Linked DNA regions of Mus musculus: regions 1, 2, 3 and 5 are each linked to region 4. Evidence: chromatin contacts called from public Hi-C and promoter capture Hi-C data. All regions are on one chromosome and are shown on one strand. The core of a region is the stretch at or near the end of the contact, and the rest is flanking DNA. Distances in the headings are between cores, read along the strand shown. Region 1 holds the start of Slc35a5 (solute carrier family 35, member A5). Region 2 holds the start of Btla (B and T lymphocyte associated). Region 3 holds the start of Plcxd2 (phosphatidylinositol-specific phospholipase C, X domain containing 2). Region 4 holds the start of Gcsam (germinal center associated, signaling and motility). Region 5 overlaps Btla (B and T lymphocyte associated).

Region 1 (3,166 bases), core at 124-2,623, 450 kb after region 4:
GAAAGCATTCCCCCCTTGCCAAGGAAAGATCGAACAGCCTACTCTGCCCATCAGCAGATTTCACCCCTGCACTAAGATTGGTAAAATTCTAACTGAAAGCTAAGTACAGAACAAAAACTACGCAAAATTATCTGTTTCTCTTTTACTGCTTGCTTTTTACAAAGCAAAATCAAGTTACCGTATGTAGCCTAGAAGGTGTAAGAAAGCTCTGAATGAAGCCCTGAAATTTTACTTTTGAAAGCAAGTAATCCAATCTGTGCTAACAGCTAACCTATCACAACTTTCACCTAAAAATGTCAATAGTGTTTCCAATCTATACAATATACAATCGGCTGTGCTGAACTGTTGCTGTAGGATCACTCAAGTCCAAGATTAATAATCACTTACGGCTACCTTAAAGGCTTGAGAAACGTCAAGTTTCGCTCTAGTTCGGCTCAGAGTTACTAACATGTCACAGTTTACTATGTTCCTCTGAAACCTAAGCAAGTTGGGAATTAGATCACCCGAAAAGCAAAACTTCCTATGAAACTTGGAAGGAAACGTGGCATGCTGTTTAGCCACCAAGCTGTCATCTTTTCAAAGGTTAACCCAGTCTACCTATTTAAAAGACTATGGATGTCAGAACGTTCGTACCTCTGCTCCGCACCACCTAGCCGTGCACTCCAAGGCGGCACTGATCAGTGGAGACAGCAGGCACCCAGTTTCACTCTAGTGGAAGCGGGGAAGCCAGCAAGCCTTGGGACTGGCCCAGGAGCCCAAGGCAAGAGGCAGCACCCGGCCGCGCGACTCGCCCCTCCACCTTCTACACCCCGTCCACGCTGGGGACCGGGACTTGGGCAACCAGGGCAGAGCAAGCCAGACCCTCCCCGCTTACCTTGAGGACCGGGGTCAGGTACTCGGCCACTTCCAGAGCCTTTCCCTTCACCGTGTTGATCACATTCTGCATCCTGGGGCTGGAGCAGCGATAGGGCACGGAGGGACTGTCGCAATCCGGGCCACAGGGGAGTCAAAAACTGCCCCGGACGTGCCCGACTGGCATCGAACCTCGCAGCGGCACCGGCCCGGCCGGGGGGGAGGGGCGGCGACACGCGGAGGCCCGGCCCAGCTGTCACCTGGCCGCCACCGCAGAGGGCCCAAGCCGGCTGAGCGAGAGGCGGGTGCGCGCGCAGCCCCCGGCCTTCTCCAAGCTGTCTCTCTTCCCCGGAGCTCCACTGAACACCCCTTCCGGCTTCCCCTTCCTCTTCTCACACTCTCCCAACAGCCCCGCCGCCACCTAAGGCCTCACGTGACTCGACTCTCCCAGGACACGTGACAAAAGGAGGCCCGCGGGGGCGGGACCGGCCGGCCTCTGCTCCCTCCGGCCCGCCCCCCGGAAGCGCTGGAATGAGCGCGCCTGCGCAATGGCCGCTCAGGCTGCTCTTCCCTAGCGGGCGGCTCTTAGCTTTGTATTCCAGCCCTGGAAGGCAGCGTGAGAAGGGTTGATTTTTATTGTTTTTTGTTTGTTTTTGTTTTTGTTTTTTGTTTTTTGTCGCCTTTGCTCCCGGCTCATAGTTTCCCCACCAATGGGCCTTCAAAACCTACTGCTGCTACTACGAACTTAGGCAGTCACTATGTCGGCTCTATGATGTCCGTTCTTGCACTAGAACCTTCCCTGAGCGACTGAGGTAACCGCGCCCTCGCGGGCTGAGTGTTGTGGCTCGAGCGTGTTAAGGGGCTTGGGAGCCGCCCGCGATTCCTATTGCGCATGTGTGGGAGGGTTTCCCTGACAGTGAGGGAAACCTGGTGGAGGTGGGAGGAGTGCTGACCCATTGGCCTTCTGTCCATTGGCTTGTGCCCACCTGCTCTCTGATTTGGGCCTGTGTCTGCGGCCCTTGACGGCTCTATGTTCCCATCCTACCTGTGCGCGTTGGGCAAGTATTTACCCTGCCTGGAGTTTCGTGACCATCTGTCGTGAAAGACCGACCAGTTAGGCTCACTGACCCAAGATGAGCCTTCTGGTCCCATCCTGGTTCACTTAAGAGTCATTAGCTGTGATTCAACTATTTGCACTGAGGTCGCTTCTGTAAAAGAATCGTTCCCAGTGAGCTCTTTTTCTGCTCTGAAAGGAAAGGCCATTCCAAAATTCATTCCTTGTGGACCAAAGTTAATACGAATAAACTGCTTTTCTGCAGTCCCAAACTGTCAGTTACACATTTCCTAACTTATTTCCAATCTGGCCATCCCCTCTCTGTCTTGAGACTTGCCTCTCCTATCAGATGTTGGCAGTATGGTTTGTTTCCTTTAAGTCCTCTCTGTTGTCCTCGGCTGTCTTCCGTCTGCTGTAGTTGTGGCCAGACTTCTACAGGTTTCCTTTTCTATTCTTCACAGTCTTCAGTCTTTGCATTGTGTTTAATCCTTAGGTCTGCCGACGGGGCTGCTCATGAAAGTGATCTTCTTAAGGCAATTAAAAACCCGTGGAATGGAAAGAAAATGCTCCAGGCGCCCTGGGTTAGGCCCACCAACGCTGTACACATTCCTGCTAGGCATTATATTCATTACTCTAAGTTCAAGTCGAATCTTACTGGTAAAATACTCTGCCAATGAAGGTGAGTTAAAATGGAAATGTGTATGGGGTGCTTTTAATCATTTGCCTGGTGTTCTTATGAATAAATTATACGTGATGCCTTTTAAAGTACTATGCTTTGTGTCCATGATAAAGTGTATTGAAAATTTAAACTTTAACCTTGTGTGTTCCTTGGCAACATTTTTTTAACCCTGGATGAAATTTGGATCATTTAAGTGCAAGGTAAAGCACAGTGTATCTAACATCTGATTATACCCAGATGCCCAACAAGTGTTTCTGGATTTCTAGTAAAACATACAACTATAGCTTATTTGGAAATACAATATATTTGTTTAGTTATCTAGTTGGGCTCCTACTTGTGAATGTAAGTCTCGACTTCAGTTAATATCATGCCCTAGGCTCTGTTTTAATAGCATATTAGTTTCTTTCCTCATTGCTCTGACAAAATACTTGCCCAAAGCAGGTTAAGGAAAGGGTTTCTTTGTGCTCACTATCTGAGCGTAGGGTTCACCAAGCAAAGAGGTCATGGTAGCGGAAGCTCTCGTAGCAGTTATTCACATGGCACCCACAGGCATCAAGCAAGAAGAGAGAGTATGCTTGGGG
Region 2 (3,518 bases), core at 994-3,493, 390 kb after region 4:
AGCAGGGTGCTGAGAATAGTCTAAGCCCTCATTATGTTACGTAAGTGCTCTATCACTGAACCACCCTTCCAAAACTCACCAAATGCTCCTTTCTCGACCTATATTCTTTTAAAATATATTTTATTACATTTATTTAATGTGTATATGCACATGTGTGTGTGCATGTGCACTGGAGTGTGTGTGTGTGTGTTTGGGGGGATAACACATGAATAGGGATTAGAGAGAATATTAATAACTTTCAAGATTCCAGGTTAAGTTTTCTCCCTCTACCATGTGGGTCCTAGGGATTGAACACAATTTATCAGATTTGGCAGCAAGCACCTCTACCCACTGAGCCATCCTATCAACACCCAGTCTATGTTAGTAATTTAATATGAGCAACATTGTAATCCACCATAAAAACTGCTGAATAAGGCACCTGGCCTGTGCTTATCTAAATCTTTCCATTTCATTTTCTCTATATATTGATTTATTATGTTTGGGGATAAAAATTTCAAACAAAATATTAATTATTTGAAGCAAGTATTAGTGAGACATTAATAACAAAGCATGAAGTCAGAGCTAGACATAAGTAAAATGTTCTAGTCAAAACACAGTGACTACAGCTAATTATTTTAAAATTAAGATCTGGTAAATTTAAAATGATAAGTATGTAAGGTCATAGGCAAGTTAGCTCAATTGATTTAAACATTCTACAATGTATGCCTGCATTATAATCTTACTTCATAACTAAATATCTATAGCATTTGGCGATTTTTAAAACTAGATCTACTTAAGGTTTTAATGTTAAACCTAAGTTCTCATTTAATTGGATTTTATCAAAGGTACTGAAGGAAAAAACTATTGGCAAAGGTCACCATTAACATTTATCAAGCTTTAATTGCATCTACTTACCATAGCTAGGCACTATAGGTATAAGAAAAGGCCAACTGCTAGGTATAATTATATATTTTTTAATGAAGAAAGGAAAACTAAGAAAGGAGAAGAAACTTAACTGAGTTCATAATGTAAGTAGCAGAGGGAATAAATACTCCCACCTGATAACCAAGTTTCTGTGCGTAATAAATACCAGATTATAACATACTGGGTAGAAGAATATAATGCGAATTACAACCCCAATTGTGCTATAAAATTAAAAATATTTCCTTTGTTTCACAGAGTCCAGTCTGCAAGAGGTCCCTTAGAATTAAATAGAATTAATATTTGACTCCTCTTGTCTTTCAGAGGTGGGTAATAATAAACAAGGGCTTGAATGACTAAGAAGAAGTTCTACTCTGCTCTTGGCTAGGTGGTCTTGTGACATCAGATCATTGAATCCTAAACCTCACAGTTCCAGATTTCAAGATGACATTCCACAGGACCTCAGTGGTTCTATTTTTCAATCCAACACGAATGTGCCCAGTTGCTACACGTGTGATGGTGGAAGATAAATAACCCAAGGATCCCAAGCATTACAGACCTTGTCTTCATAAACTATGGAGAATTGTTTCCTATTTTCAGTTGGCGACCATTCACAAATCATCCTGTCCAGACAAACTAAAGCGACACTCATGATTTACTCTTCAGCCTCACATCGAGAAGCCTGCTTAGTACTCTCATAGTACACCCCACAGTATTCTCATAGTATACCCCACAGAAAGAAGGAGGCAGTCTATTTAGATTGAACATTATTTGAGTGTAACCATGGCCACAGCTATAACCACAAGTATCCAAAAGCTTTCCCACCCCAGTAAGCACTACAACATCCTGCTGACATCTGATACCAAGACATGAACGTAACAAGTCTTTTCTGTTAGCATGGCAGCCACAGAGAGTTTTGTAATAGTGACAAATCTGTACTGACACATTTATAACATCTGCTCAAATCTCTTCACTTACCATCAGGACCTGGTTTTAGGAAACTTAGCTCCAGCTATGGATCAGTTTTTGCTCTGTAGCCAGGTGAGTAGCATGTCCTAACTTCACTCACATCCTGGAGCGTTTTCAAGAAGCAAAAGGGACTCATCACTCTGAGCTATATATGCCCTGGACATGAACATCCCTCTCCACAGAGCAAGCTCAACTATCACTGACAGGAACCCCGAGGAAGAAAACCAGCTTTCTTAGTAGGTCCCTTACCATTCCTCTTAGTAGCTTTCTCACAAAGGATGCTCCAGAGGCCCAGATGGAGGATGAAGAATTCCCTAAATAACCGAGGAGTCCCAAGCATGGCAGGCACTGTCTTCATTCCCAGCACGTGTCAGGTAAGGGCAAACTTCCTCTTCCTCCCTAGAGATCTTCAGAGCTGGGTCACGTTATTCACACTAGCAGCATCTTAGGCCAAAATAAATTAATTAATTTAAATCAAATCAGGAGACCTGGTGGGAGAGGACAGTGTGAGTAGTCCGAAGGATTTGTGAGAGCAAGAGGCCCTGCTGTGGTTTTGTTTCTGATCCGACCTGCTGTTCTCTTTCAAGCCCTCTGATGTGCAAAGCAGCTGGCTCCTTGCTTCCGCTCTGCCACCATTCTTGCATAACCTTGAGGTTTTTCTCAAAGTGAACAATTAAACTTAAAAAAAAAAAGATCTAAATTGTTACAGTCTTTAGGTTTAGATTCTGATCAAATCAGGGTCAGGAAATTCATACAAAAAGTACCTATGGTAAGCATATATTTCCCCTTTTTATAGTTTGTGATTATGATACTTCATCAGTGTAATGTATCTTACAACCCTCCCCCCATGCTCCCATAAAGGCACAGTAAGATGAGAATGTTCCTTGTCATGAAACCAATGAAGACTTATCTGACGTTATGGAGAAAATGACTGACAGGGTGCATTTCATCAACAGAAGAGGGAAGGGCCTCCTTCTTCAGTCTGTAGATGCCTATCAACGGAATACATGCTTGCCGTTAGTACTAGCTACACGATCTTCCTAAATATTAAAGTTCTAAGCAAAATGAGCACTTGAGTGCCAATTAGAGGAAACTTTCATTTTCCGCATGCTTTATGTGGTTGTTGTCGAGATGAAGCAGTAAAGTAAGAAATGGAAAAAGTTCAAAATTGGATAGCTCAGGGTTGCTGAGGGGCTGTGGGCACGCAGCCCACGTTCAATCACTAGCTTATAACAACAGGAATTTGGTAATTCCAAATGGAGAGGTGGCACCTGTGCAGTTTAACTCATTGAATGAAATTGAGAAATCTTTCCCTCAGAGGCTAATGGTACCCTTCCAAGGCCAAACTCCATTTAGGGTACCTATTGCATATTTGTCCAGATAAGCCACAGTGGCTGGAATACCAACATGAGTGAACGCCGCTCCAGAATTTAAGGAACTCAGCCAATCCATGCTGATGCTCACGCACCCCTGGTACGCCAGATGATACAGGTAGTCTGCAGAGCTCCTAGAATCTGCACTGTTGACCAAGGAAGCACCCTGCTTATGGTTCATTTTATACAACTCATCCCCCTTCCTTGCTCAGAATGGGGTGCAAAACTCCTGTTGGCAGTAGAAACAAGGCTCAATGTACCTCTAAAATAGCCTAA
Region 3 (3,446 bases), core at 813-3,312, 400 kb before region 4:
TAGCTATAGCATGTTAGGCTTTTTATTACTTTGTTATTTTTTTCCTTTGGACTTTTAATCTGGAATGAAACCACAGTCTAGAAAGGGGAAACAAAGGCTTTTTACGGAGAACTTGACCAGCATCACTGAGGTGAAATCTTCTAGGAAGTGTTTTCTGAAAACACACAGCTCTGGTTTTTGGTCTTGCTTTGGTCCAGTATTCACTCATTGTAATGTTTTGGGATGGTAATATACATCCCGTGATGTTGAAAGCATGTGATCTGCCTTTTGACTTTGATTTTGTAGGAAATTACAGTTAAATGATTGGATGAATCACAGAAGAGTCTTTGAGCTTGGGACTTTTAACATTGTTGAGACTGCTGTAGATTATGGGGACTTTTGAAGTTGAACTCAATGTATTTTTCATTATACTCTGGCCAGCTGTAGCCCCCATAGACTCATGTGTTTTAACAAGCCTATGGGAGCCAGAAAGTAGAATGTGGTCTTTTGAATATGGTTGGCCCAGGGAATGACACTATTAGGAGGTGTGGCCTTGTTGGAGTAGGAGTGACCTTGATAGAGGAAGTGTGTCACTATGGGGGTGGGGTTTGCCAGTCTTCACCTGTGTTTTGCCTTTGGAACAACATGTAGAACCCTCAGCTCTTCCAGGGCCTGCCATGCTTCCTGCTATGAGGATAATGGACTGAACCTCAGAACCAGTAATCCAACCCCAGTTAAATGTCTTTTATGAGAGTTGCCTTGGACTTGGTGTCTTTTTACAGCAACGGAAACCCTAACTAAGACAGGTAGCCTGGGATACAGGGGTAAAATGGAGGTCATCTGGTGATTAAACGACAGCTGCCCTAGGGTTTTATACATAAACTCCAGGAGTTTTAAGAGTTCTGGCCACTGTTCTCTTTTCCCCTAAGGCCCTCCTGAGTCTCTAGGGTCCTTCTTGCTATAAAAGGCTACCTTAATTTAAAATTTTTTAAATAAAATTATCTGTTTGCCAAAATAGTATTTTTTTATTATTTATTTTATTTTATTTTTATTTTTTGCAAAGTATGCAGGTCAGATCTTGGAGGTGGCTCAGTGAGTAAAGGTGCTTACTGCCAAACTTGACGATCTGAGCCCCGGGGACGGTCTCAAGGAAGGAGAGAACTGGAGTAATCTGTCCTCTGAACTGCACACATGCATGTTCTCACAGAAAAACGCATACAAGAAATATATAAATCTAACTACAAATTTTAACTAACAATATCGGATTATAAAACTCTGTACTACATTTGAATACTATTTGAAGTGGGAACAGTTCAGGAAGCAGAGAAGTGGGTCTGTGTTCTACAGACCGAGTTAGGGAACCTCATTTCAAAATGAACTTTGCACAGACTGCCACCACGTGACCTGCCTCAGGCTGTTTCATCCATTCGAGGAAGTGTATCAGCAACTCTGAGTCTTGTGGTAATGCTGTGAGGAGCAGGTGAGACAAATAATTCAAAAGGTTTCAAACAACAGCAACAGGAACCCAAAGCACCATTATCTCCTCCTCTGTGAAACGGAAATAATGGCACTGGCCAGTTTCAGCGGACTGTGCAGGAGAACTGTCAGTTTGCATTGTTTCAAACACAAACCTGCTTTGATGCTGCCATCTAAATAGGAGCCGCAGCAGCACCTTTCTCTGGCCTCTCTAGCTCTCCTGTTTCTGCTGCTACGGTGGTTTGAAAAAAAAAAAAAAAAAAAGTAGCGCGTTTCTGGGTAATTTTCACCGCAGTGAGAGTAAGGCCGAGGGAGAGAGGAGAAACCTTTGAGGTCGCGTCAGAGATCTACAAGAAAAAGATCAATCTGAGGACAGCCGGCCACGGTGCACATCTCCCCTTCCGGAGCAGCAGGCCGCAGCCCGACCTGTCCACTCGCTACCCCGCTGGAGTGGAGAGGGGAGGAGCTAAGAAGCAGGGGAGGCGTGGGAGCGCGATGTAGGGGCGGGCCCTCAGAGCGTTGTCCAATCAGAGAGAATCCCGCCAACGACCAATCACAGCTCGCCTAGTCTGGCAAATCTGCCCGGCAGTGCGGGGCGGGGCCGCCAGAGTCCCGGGGCTGCCGGTTACTCTTCTGAGAGCCCTTCAGAAAAGCACAGGGCAGTGGGCAGAGAAGCCAGGGGGCGGGGGTGCAGGCAGGCCCAGCCTGTGTACCAGCCCGGGGAAACCCACGGAAGCACCCATGAACAAGAGATGGTGCAACCCGGGTGCGCACGTGTGTGCAGCCCGCTGGCACGTCTCTATGCCCTGTGGGCACCTGTCGTGTGAGTAGCTCCGGGTGTGGCTGTTCCTGGATGTTGTGGGTTTCAGGAAGGTTTGTATCTTCGGGCCTGCCTCCCCCGTCTCCAGAGGGGAACTAAGAAGTTTAACTGACCAGGGACTGAGGAGATTAAAGGAGTGGATCTCAGTGGCAAGGCGAAGAGGGTGGGGACTGCGGGAGCAGCAGGCAGGGGAGCACCTATTTGACCCATCTCCCAGCTAGAAAAGGATCTTGAAAAGACTGGCGTGACCCATGTGCTCTGAAATGTTTAGAGAGCCCCGAGCGGTGATGACCACAGAGTGAGTGGCACTAGACTGAGCCTGTCTAAATCGTGGACGACAGGGATGCTTGCATTTAGAAAGGCCAGAAGGAAACTCAGGATGGGTACCATCTGCTCTCCCAATCCCAGCGGGACAAAGACAGCCTCGGAGGTCTGCAATGCCGACTGGATGGCCTCGCTCCCCGCTCACCTCCACAACGTCCCCCTTTCCAATCTGGCAATCCCAGGTATTCGTCTATAACTACTTGTTCGCACTGTGTTTAATGCTGCCATTTTAGTGTTTGCTAGTGGGTTGGTTGTTTTCTGTTGTGTTGAAAAACAATTGTCAGTGATCTCTTTTTATTTCCAAATTAAAAAAAAAAAAAAAAAACTTAACAGGAAGGTAGCTGCTGTAAAGAGAGTCAGTCAAGCCGACTGCATCACTGGCAAAAGGGACAGTTGAGAGAATGGAATCACTGCGCTGTTGTTTTGTTGTTTTTATTTTGTTTACACCATACGGCCTCAGTCTAAGAATGTTAACCATCTTGATGCAGAGGCCTGGGTATGTGAAAGGCTCGCTGACTTGAATCATTTAAGGGAAAGGGGGAGAGATCAAGAATAATGGGTAGAAAGTCCTTAACAATCTTAGCTCTGGGTCAACATTGAAGCTGAAAAGAATATTTTTCTCATTTATCTGACCTTTCTTGAAAACAAAAATCAGATAAGTGTTAGAAAATAGGTTCAGATTCTAGGCTGGGCATCAAGGCACATAGTTTTGTTGTTGGAAATGCCAGAAATAGAGGATGCAGTCTGTCCTCACAGGCAGTCATTAGGTGTGATGAAGTGACGGTGTTTGAAGCTTTGTCTATATATACACAGGTGTCTGCCTAGCTGATGTAGAACTGGAGCCTTG
Region 4 (3,167 bases), core at 228-2,727:
AGCTTTTAACTTCAGAAACGTAATACACTAAACCTCAAAGAAAAATTAATTGAAGGCATACTGGCTCTTAGTAGAAAAGGAAATACAAGTGACTATCAGATATAGGAGCTAAAATAAAGACTGTGGGTATAAAGCTGTAACTCTAAGTGTGGTTAGCAGCTCATCTCATCTTCTTCTGCTTGTATTTCTATACACTTCACCTTCTCATAGTAAATATACTTTGGTGCTACACCACTTAACCCCACAGCAAAGTTCTGAAACACGAAAGTGCAGGTATGTCATCTATCACTGCTTCTTCATCTATACCATATCTTCATTTTGCTTTCTCTCTCCTCAGGAATGCTTCCAGTCATCAGTCTAGCACTGAGTACCTGCTGTGTGCCAGAAACAAAGGCAAGAACCAGGCATTCACAAAGCAGTGAGCAGAAATTAAGAAGCAATTGTGCTTTACAGGATGTCACAGGGAGCTATAAGGGCAGCCATTCATAATCTTACTAAGGCTACTAGAAGCAGGAGGAGGCTTGGGAGAGTCCAGGGCAAATACTGGCTCTCTGGAAAAGACGTGAATACTGCCAAGCCTCCTTTGGGTAAGTAGCATTTGTGTAAGACGTCATTTTTCTATGTTCCCCTTTATATGTTATATAAGACCAAGGCAGCAAGGAAGACCCCCTGCCAGACCTCTATAGATCACCTAACTTTATACCATAGAAATTCTCTTATTTTGTGTGATCATATTTTCTTTTACATGTGTTCTCTTTGATTGAATGAAAAATTTGCTCTGAAAATTGAGAAGAGTCCCCCATCACTGAGACCTTCTCTGTCAGGGACCATGGTGCCACCATCTACACTTGGAACCTCCGGGTAGGATTATAAATTTTTTTTCCATTTAAAATGAGGAGACCAAAGTCCAGGAAGATGAAGGCAAGTCTTCTCCCTAGTGACAAGACCTTTTCCTTAACCCGCCTATAAGTGTACTAACTGCCGTCTCAACATGGCAGGAAATGTGGTGTTTATTTTAAATTTATAAAGACTCCCCGAAAGGGTGGGCACATATAACTCATTCAGGAACATCCAGGGCCCAAGAAAGGATGCCTTTCCCCAGCCCCAGGACAGCTGTTTCATTTCTTAGATGGACAGGAGTCCTCCTTTAATAAGTTCTTTCTCTCATTTCACCTGTTCTTATGTTCTCATTGTCTCTGTGTGTGAAAACCTGTAAGGATAGTCACATGGTGTATGGCTCAGGAGGGACTGAATTCTTGTCACACCCCTTCCCTAGTCCATTCACCCTAAAAGCTGTCCTCTTTTTTTCTTTCACCTCTGGCTCAGGTCTCTGCTCGCAGGAGGGAGTGAGCTCACCTGGTTGTCCTCTGCAAACAGTTCCCCATGAGGCAGGCCCCTCAGCACCTTCCCTCTGGTAGTCTCCACTTCCTTCTCAGCCGGCTTGCACCTTGGTCTGGCACTGTGCTCTGTAACTGGCAGTTTCCGACTGACAGTAGCTTCAGAGCTGCTCTGGTCACCCGTGTAGAGTCAGAAAGAGGAGGTGCCTGCTGGATGGTGGAGGAAGAGGCTGAGGGGGAGATGAGAGGCACATTTGTGTGTCTTGAAAGACCAGGGCCTTGATGCACCAGACTATTAACCAAAGGAAAAAAAGGTTGGTTAGGGAGAGGGTTAGCCACTAGGGAGTCCCAGGCTTTTCCTAACGGAGGAACCATGGGAGATTTTCCATGGCAGACACCTGTATTTAGTAAGAAAGTCAAATGGGAGAGGATCATTGTTTAGAAGCAAACAAAACAAAAAAGTCTGAAATATCAAATACCCCCCCTCAAAAAAAAAAAAAAACTCCAAAAGGGAAAACAGAATCAAGCCACAGTCTAGCTGGGCATATATAAACTTTCAAAATGTACTCACGAGCACATATACTGGAGTAACTGTACAAACAAGGCAAGTTGAGAGGGACCATTGCTGAGTGAAGTGGCCACAGAGCCATAGAGAGGGGAATCATAGGGTAAAATGGTTTGATGTGGGAAATGGGAAAAATAGGAGCACTCTAATTACTGTGTGTGTGTGTGTGTGTGTGTGTGTGTGTGTGTGTGTGTGTGTGAAGGATGATAAATCCAGAAGGAAGAAGGTAAAATAACAGTAAGGATGGCTGAAAAAGTCATAAGGAGTCATACTACTAGCTCTCTACCTAAAAATACCTGTAGTTATGGAAGTCCGTGCATAAATATATTGGTTTAAATAAAAATTCCCCATCTTGTCTGACAATGCCTCCTCCAAAAGTCAAAATTCATCTAACCGAAACGGCAGCACCACCCTTTATAAATCATCTTTTGAGCTGTTGGTTAGGGCTATCAAAGACTCCCTAAACACAGAGCCTTATTGCTATTGCTCTTGGCTGCCCTCTAAAGGCAGAATTTGAGTCCATATTGCTGCAGATACCTTGCATTTCAGAGGCCCAGACTCCCAGGACCCAGAAATAACCTGAATATCTCCTGGACTGCTTGCCAGGAGCACCCCACTCCCTGCACAGACAGGTGGCAATGATATTAGGAAAGGATCTTGTTCTTTGTCTCCACCGTAGTGGCTGTGTGTCTGTGCCTTCTTTACTATGGTACTAAGGATGTGTAAACTGTATATAAGTTATACTGCTTAAATGAATCCTGGGACTGCAATCATCGTTTGAATGATGGTTGTTTCTTGTTTGGTTACTCATTTGTTCATCCCGTCAACAAGTGTGTGTTGAGAACCTACTGTGTGCCGAGGACCTTGGGCTCAACAGTGAGCAGAACAGAGGAGATATATTTCTTTATTTGACTTTCAGCAATACAGAAGTCATATCTAAGGCAAACAGCAGGATGGGGACTGTCTTAGTTATTGTTCTGTTGCTGTGAAAGACAATATGAACAAATCACCCCGTATGGAAGAAAGTAATTGTGGGCTTGCTTCCAGTTTCAGGGGATTCACTCTGGTGGAAAGCAGACAGGCGTGGCCTAGGAGCAGTCGCTGAGAACTTCACATCCTGATCTGCAGGCAGCAGAGAGAACAAGGACTTTGCCTTGTTTGGGATTTTTTTGAAAGCTTTAACCACCACCACCACCACCCTCCCCCACAACTGAAAAAAGGTCACACATACTTTAACAAGGCCACACCTCCTAATTCTCCCCAAA
Region 5 (3,224 bases), core at 13-2,512, 360 kb after region 4:
ACCTGTGGCATCTCTACCCACTCCCTTCCAATGCTCGAGGAAGATGAGTGAAGCAGGACAGGGAAAGAACCTGAGACCTGAGTCACAGGAAAGAGTATAGTAAAATACTAGCTGCTGGACGTGACGGGAGTGTTGTCCTCTTAAACTCACAGCAGCTGGGGTTATTTGTACAAGACCTATACCAGATTGGTGCCATCAATGTCCCTTGTGGATGGAGAAGGGACATAAGATGGCTGCTCTGGCCTGGAGAGCTATTGGCAGTTGATTGCTGGGGGAAAGGGTGAAGGAGTCATTTGTCAATTTTCAGGTAAATGTTAATAATTTTACTGTCTTACTGGGTACAAGTGACAATCTTAAAGTTCAAGGAAATCATGAAATCATCTCCCACTTGTGAGTTAGGTAACCATGAAAATAATGCTGGAACAAATTTATTTGAGGAGCTACAACATACATATTTACTAAGTAGGAATAAGAGCATAAATGCTATGTGATTGGCAAACAAGGTACAAACAGAATTGATCATTCATTGAGGTGAAATCTTGAGCAGCGTCTTTCATTGTAAAACATATTAGAACATGCTTAGTAAGTGAGAGTGCTTGTTATGCAATCATGAGGACCTGAATTTCAGTTCTCCACATCCTTGTAAAAAGCTGGGCATGAGCAAATATAGTCTAGCAATGTGGGGGTCAGGGATGGGAGGATCCATCGCTGGCTTGCTGCTTGCTAGCAGAGCTCCAGGTTCAATGAGAGACCTTCCCTTAACAGAATAAAGTGGAGTGCAATAGAAAAGGGTGCCTGACTTTCTCTTCTGGCTCCTGCATACACATGTGTGTACACCACGCACATACACCATATACACACATACATGCATACCCAAATATACATGTACACACAACGTTTTTAAAAGATTGTTTTAAACAGAGTAGAGCGAAGTATTTTCCTTTTAAAGCCGGAGACAATTCTGAAAGATTTGCTTAAGTTGCCTGTTGATCTGATAAGAGAGACAGAGTGCAGTACTCATCCCCCTCCCATCCTTCCTGTTTCTATTTTGAAGATGAGCAGCTATTCTAAGGTCTTTTTTGCATAAATTCCCACAAATGCACCTGCCTGAACAAGCTTAACTAGAAGTGGTTGTAACATGTCTGAAAACATTGTTTGTTGTTCTAGATTCAGGGAACTGGAACCCGAGGTGAGCAGTAGGTGAGAAAAGCTGTGTAGTAAGGCCTCTTTATTCACTGTTTATGGATACATTCTCAACTCCCTTCCATTCTCACCAGTCTACGTGTTATTTTCTATAAATGACTCATTTTCTCTAGTACTTTGCACCTTCTAAGCAAACTAAAAAAAGCACAGCAAAAGGACTGGTTTCTCTTGTCTTATTTCCAGGCGTCACATCTTGCATTTGCATGCTAGCACACACATGCACAGGCACACCCACATATATGCATGCAATTACATAGACAGTTTATGTGTTTGCTCCAGTGGCTTCTAACTCAGGCCCAATCTGCTGTATACTAAGACTATGCCATTATTCAGTTTTAGGGTCTGAGAACTCAAGCCTCAAGCTGATGAATAAAATTATGAGCTATTTTTAAGTAATTAGACTCAATCCGGAAATTCAGAACACCTGATAATCATCTTCTTGAACAGCTGCAATGTCAGAATTTAAACCTGAGTGATCTCCATAGGCCCTACTTCATTACATATGATTTTTTCTGATTCACTTCCTCAGAATCAAGAAACAGGCATTAATGAATGCATGCCAGTCCCTACGGATCAACTCAATATTCAAGATTCTCCTTTCATAAATTGCCCTTTGAGCTTGCTCTCACGTAAAGCAAAAGGTGGGCTAAAAGTTCGCTCTAGATTGATAATATATCCATTCCCATGGACACTTGTTCATAGGCCCATACGTACCATATGTATATTAATCCAGCAGCATTGAATCACATTCATGTGCGTTAATCTTGATCCAAACACTACCACGCTGATTGCAAATCCACTCACTATATGTGGATGAGCCCTTTACTACCTACCTTACTTTCTCAATCAAGCCAGCTGAAGGTGAGCATCTCACTGGTGGGGATAAGGATCGTTGGCACCACATCTATCTGGCATATGCTATATCTGTATTATACCAATTACCCTTTCTAATCTTTTTCTGAATTGAGTCCAAGATAATTTTTCTTTCACATTAAAAAAAATAATAAAGCATTATCTATATAGATTGACATGGGTAATTGTCTTATCATGACTGACTGAGAGCATACAATCATTACTATATTTATGACTAGTTAGTCAAACTGGGCCATTCTTTTTCTAGAATGTGTAGTGAGCAGATCCAAATAACACGCTTCTTTCTCCCCTGTAAGTCTGTTTGGTAGTTCCAAAGAAAATATTGAATTCACACATTGGGTACGACATGGTGCGACATGGTCAATTTTAAAAGCCCTATTATTCTGCTATTCGTAATATGAGTTTTCCCAGGGAAGAGTCTGTCTTGTACAAAACTCTCCCAAAGTTTTCAGGAGAAATTTTAACTAAATACTTCATGGACCTTTAAGACGCAGCACCAGCACAGAGCATCTTAATTGAAACTTTCCAGGTTGAAGGTTATTTGAAACTGAAGGTCCAGACAGAGGTATTGACAGGCACTCATGCAGTGTAGGCTGCCTGGCTCAGTGGCAGGTTTAACTTCTCACACAAATGGATGCATATTCTGTGGGTGCCTCCTGCATGTTGTTTTCCTGTCTTGGATTCCTTCCAATAACACAATGGTTCAAAGAAGCATAAACAATGCCCTGGTTGTTTCTCTCTGATTGCAAGCTAATTGTCAATTCAGATTCATCCTGCATGCTAGACCAGGGATCATTATCATAAATTCCAGTTCCTGATGGCAGTGCTTGGTGATTTGTCCTGGAACTGGCTGGAATATCAACCTATAAAAGAAAAGAGATATACCACATAAGGATGCGACAAAACATAATCATTATTGGACTATGAGGGAAAGGCTACATTATGTCAAGCATTTTGTCCCTCCTATAAACCACTTTATATCTACATTCTCATTAAACTTTGTACTATCAAAGGGTGAAAGTGTTGGATTTGGTTTGCTTGTTTGTTTTTATTTTTTTAATGTTATGTCCAGGTCCACATGAGTGTTAGGCAGGTATTTAACCATTGAGCTCCAAAGGCCAAACATCTGAAGTCATCTATGGTCATCC

Evidence for each region. Promoter capture Hi-C pulls out the DNA fragments that hold promoters and counts their contacts. A called contact is a pair of places that touch in the nucleus more often than the background predicts.
Region 1: a contact with region 4 is called in a promoter capture Hi-C map of liver, with 2.9 times the contacts expected there. The contact joins the promoter of Slc35a5 here to the promoter of Gcsam in region 4. A contact is called at or near these places in 15 of 39 promoter capture datasets (3T3-L1-derived adipocytes, the C10 cell line, the HPC-7 cell line and 10 more), 1 of 15 datasets of contacts at CTCF or cohesin (the NIH/3T3 cell line), 2 of 484 Hi-C or Micro-C datasets (liver and uterus), 12 of 115 datasets of contacts at active chromatin or transcription factors (bone marrow-derived macrophages, embryonic basal ganglia, embryonic forebrain and 8 more) and 2 of 9 other capture datasets (adipose tissue and embryonic stem cells).
Region 2: a contact with region 4 is called in a promoter capture Hi-C map of neural stem cells. The contact joins the promoter of Btla here to the promoter of Gcsam in region 4. A contact is called at or near these places in 15 of 39 promoter capture datasets (the 3T3-L1 cell line, 3T3-L1-derived adipocytes, the C10 cell line and 9 more), 3 of 484 Hi-C or Micro-C datasets (bone marrow-derived macrophages, cerebral cortex and nephron progenitors), 1 of 115 datasets of contacts at active chromatin or transcription factors (thymic regulatory T cells) and 5 of 9 other capture datasets (adipose tissue, embryonic stem cells, liver and 2 more).
Region 3: a contact with region 4 is called in a promoter capture Hi-C map of hippocampal neurons, with 2.2 times the contacts expected there. The contact joins the promoter of Plcxd2 here to the promoter of Gcsam in region 4. A contact is called at or near these places in 3 of 39 promoter capture datasets (the 3T3-L1 cell line, embryonic stem cells and hippocampal neurons).
Region 5: a Hi-C map of centroblasts shows a contact between it and region 4, with 2.5 times the contacts expected there. The contact joins the enhancer-like site here to the promoter of Gcsam in region 4. A contact is called at or near these places in 7 of 39 promoter capture datasets (the C10 cell line, cranial neural crest, embryonic stem cells and 3 more), 2 of 15 datasets of contacts at CTCF or cohesin (the NIH/3T3 cell line and pro-B cells), 3 of 484 Hi-C or Micro-C datasets (centroblasts, embryonic fibroblasts and germinal center B cells), 1 of 115 datasets of contacts at active chromatin or transcription factors (stem cell-derived neural progenitor cells) and 5 of 9 other capture datasets (adipose tissue, embryonic stem cells, liver and 2 more).

The regions. Positions count from the first base shown.
Region 1 is chr16:45,156,880-45,160,045 of GRCm38.p6, reverse strand. Slc35a5 (solute carrier family 35, member A5) reads left to right here and starts at 1,373. Exons shown (of 7, transcript NM_028756.4): 1 at 1,373-1,664; 2 at 2,400-2,585. The coding sequence starts at 2,420. It overlaps Atg3 (autophagy related 3), which reads right to left and starts at 1,217. Exons shown (of 12, transcript NM_026402.3): 1 at 875-1,217. The coding sequence starts at 946.
Region 2 is chr16:45,223,062-45,226,579 of GRCm38.p6, reverse strand. It overlaps Btla (B and T lymphocyte associated), which reads right to left and starts at 2,243. Exons shown (of 6, transcript NM_001037719.2): 1 at 2,119-2,243. The coding sequence starts at 2,227.
Region 3 is chr16:46,009,029-46,012,474 of GRCm38.p6, reverse strand. It overlaps Plcxd2 (phosphatidylinositol-specific phospholipase C, X domain containing 2), which reads left to right and starts at 2,062. Exons shown (of 4, transcript NM_001134480.1): 1 at 2,062-2,781. The coding sequence starts at 2,619.
Region 4 is chr16:45,608,750-45,611,916 of GRCm38.p6, reverse strand. Gcsam (germinal center associated, signaling and motility) reads right to left here and starts at 1,477. Exons shown (of 5, transcript NM_008099.4): 1 at 1,357-1,477. The coding sequence starts at 1,385.
Region 5 is chr16:45,250,064-45,253,287 of GRCm38.p6, reverse strand. It overlaps Btla (B and T lymphocyte associated), which reads right to left. Exons shown (of 6, transcript NM_001037719.2): 6 at 393-2,939. The coding sequence ends at 2,691. Among named protein-coding and RNA genes, the nearest start is that of Btla, 27 kb to the right of the region's middle. Within about 2 kb of position 1,262, at least 47 of the 459 cell types and tissues checked have an H3K27ac peak or open chromatin away from gene starts, as enhancers often do. A contact at or near this core is called in centroblasts, germinal center B cells and pro-B cells, where this site is marked.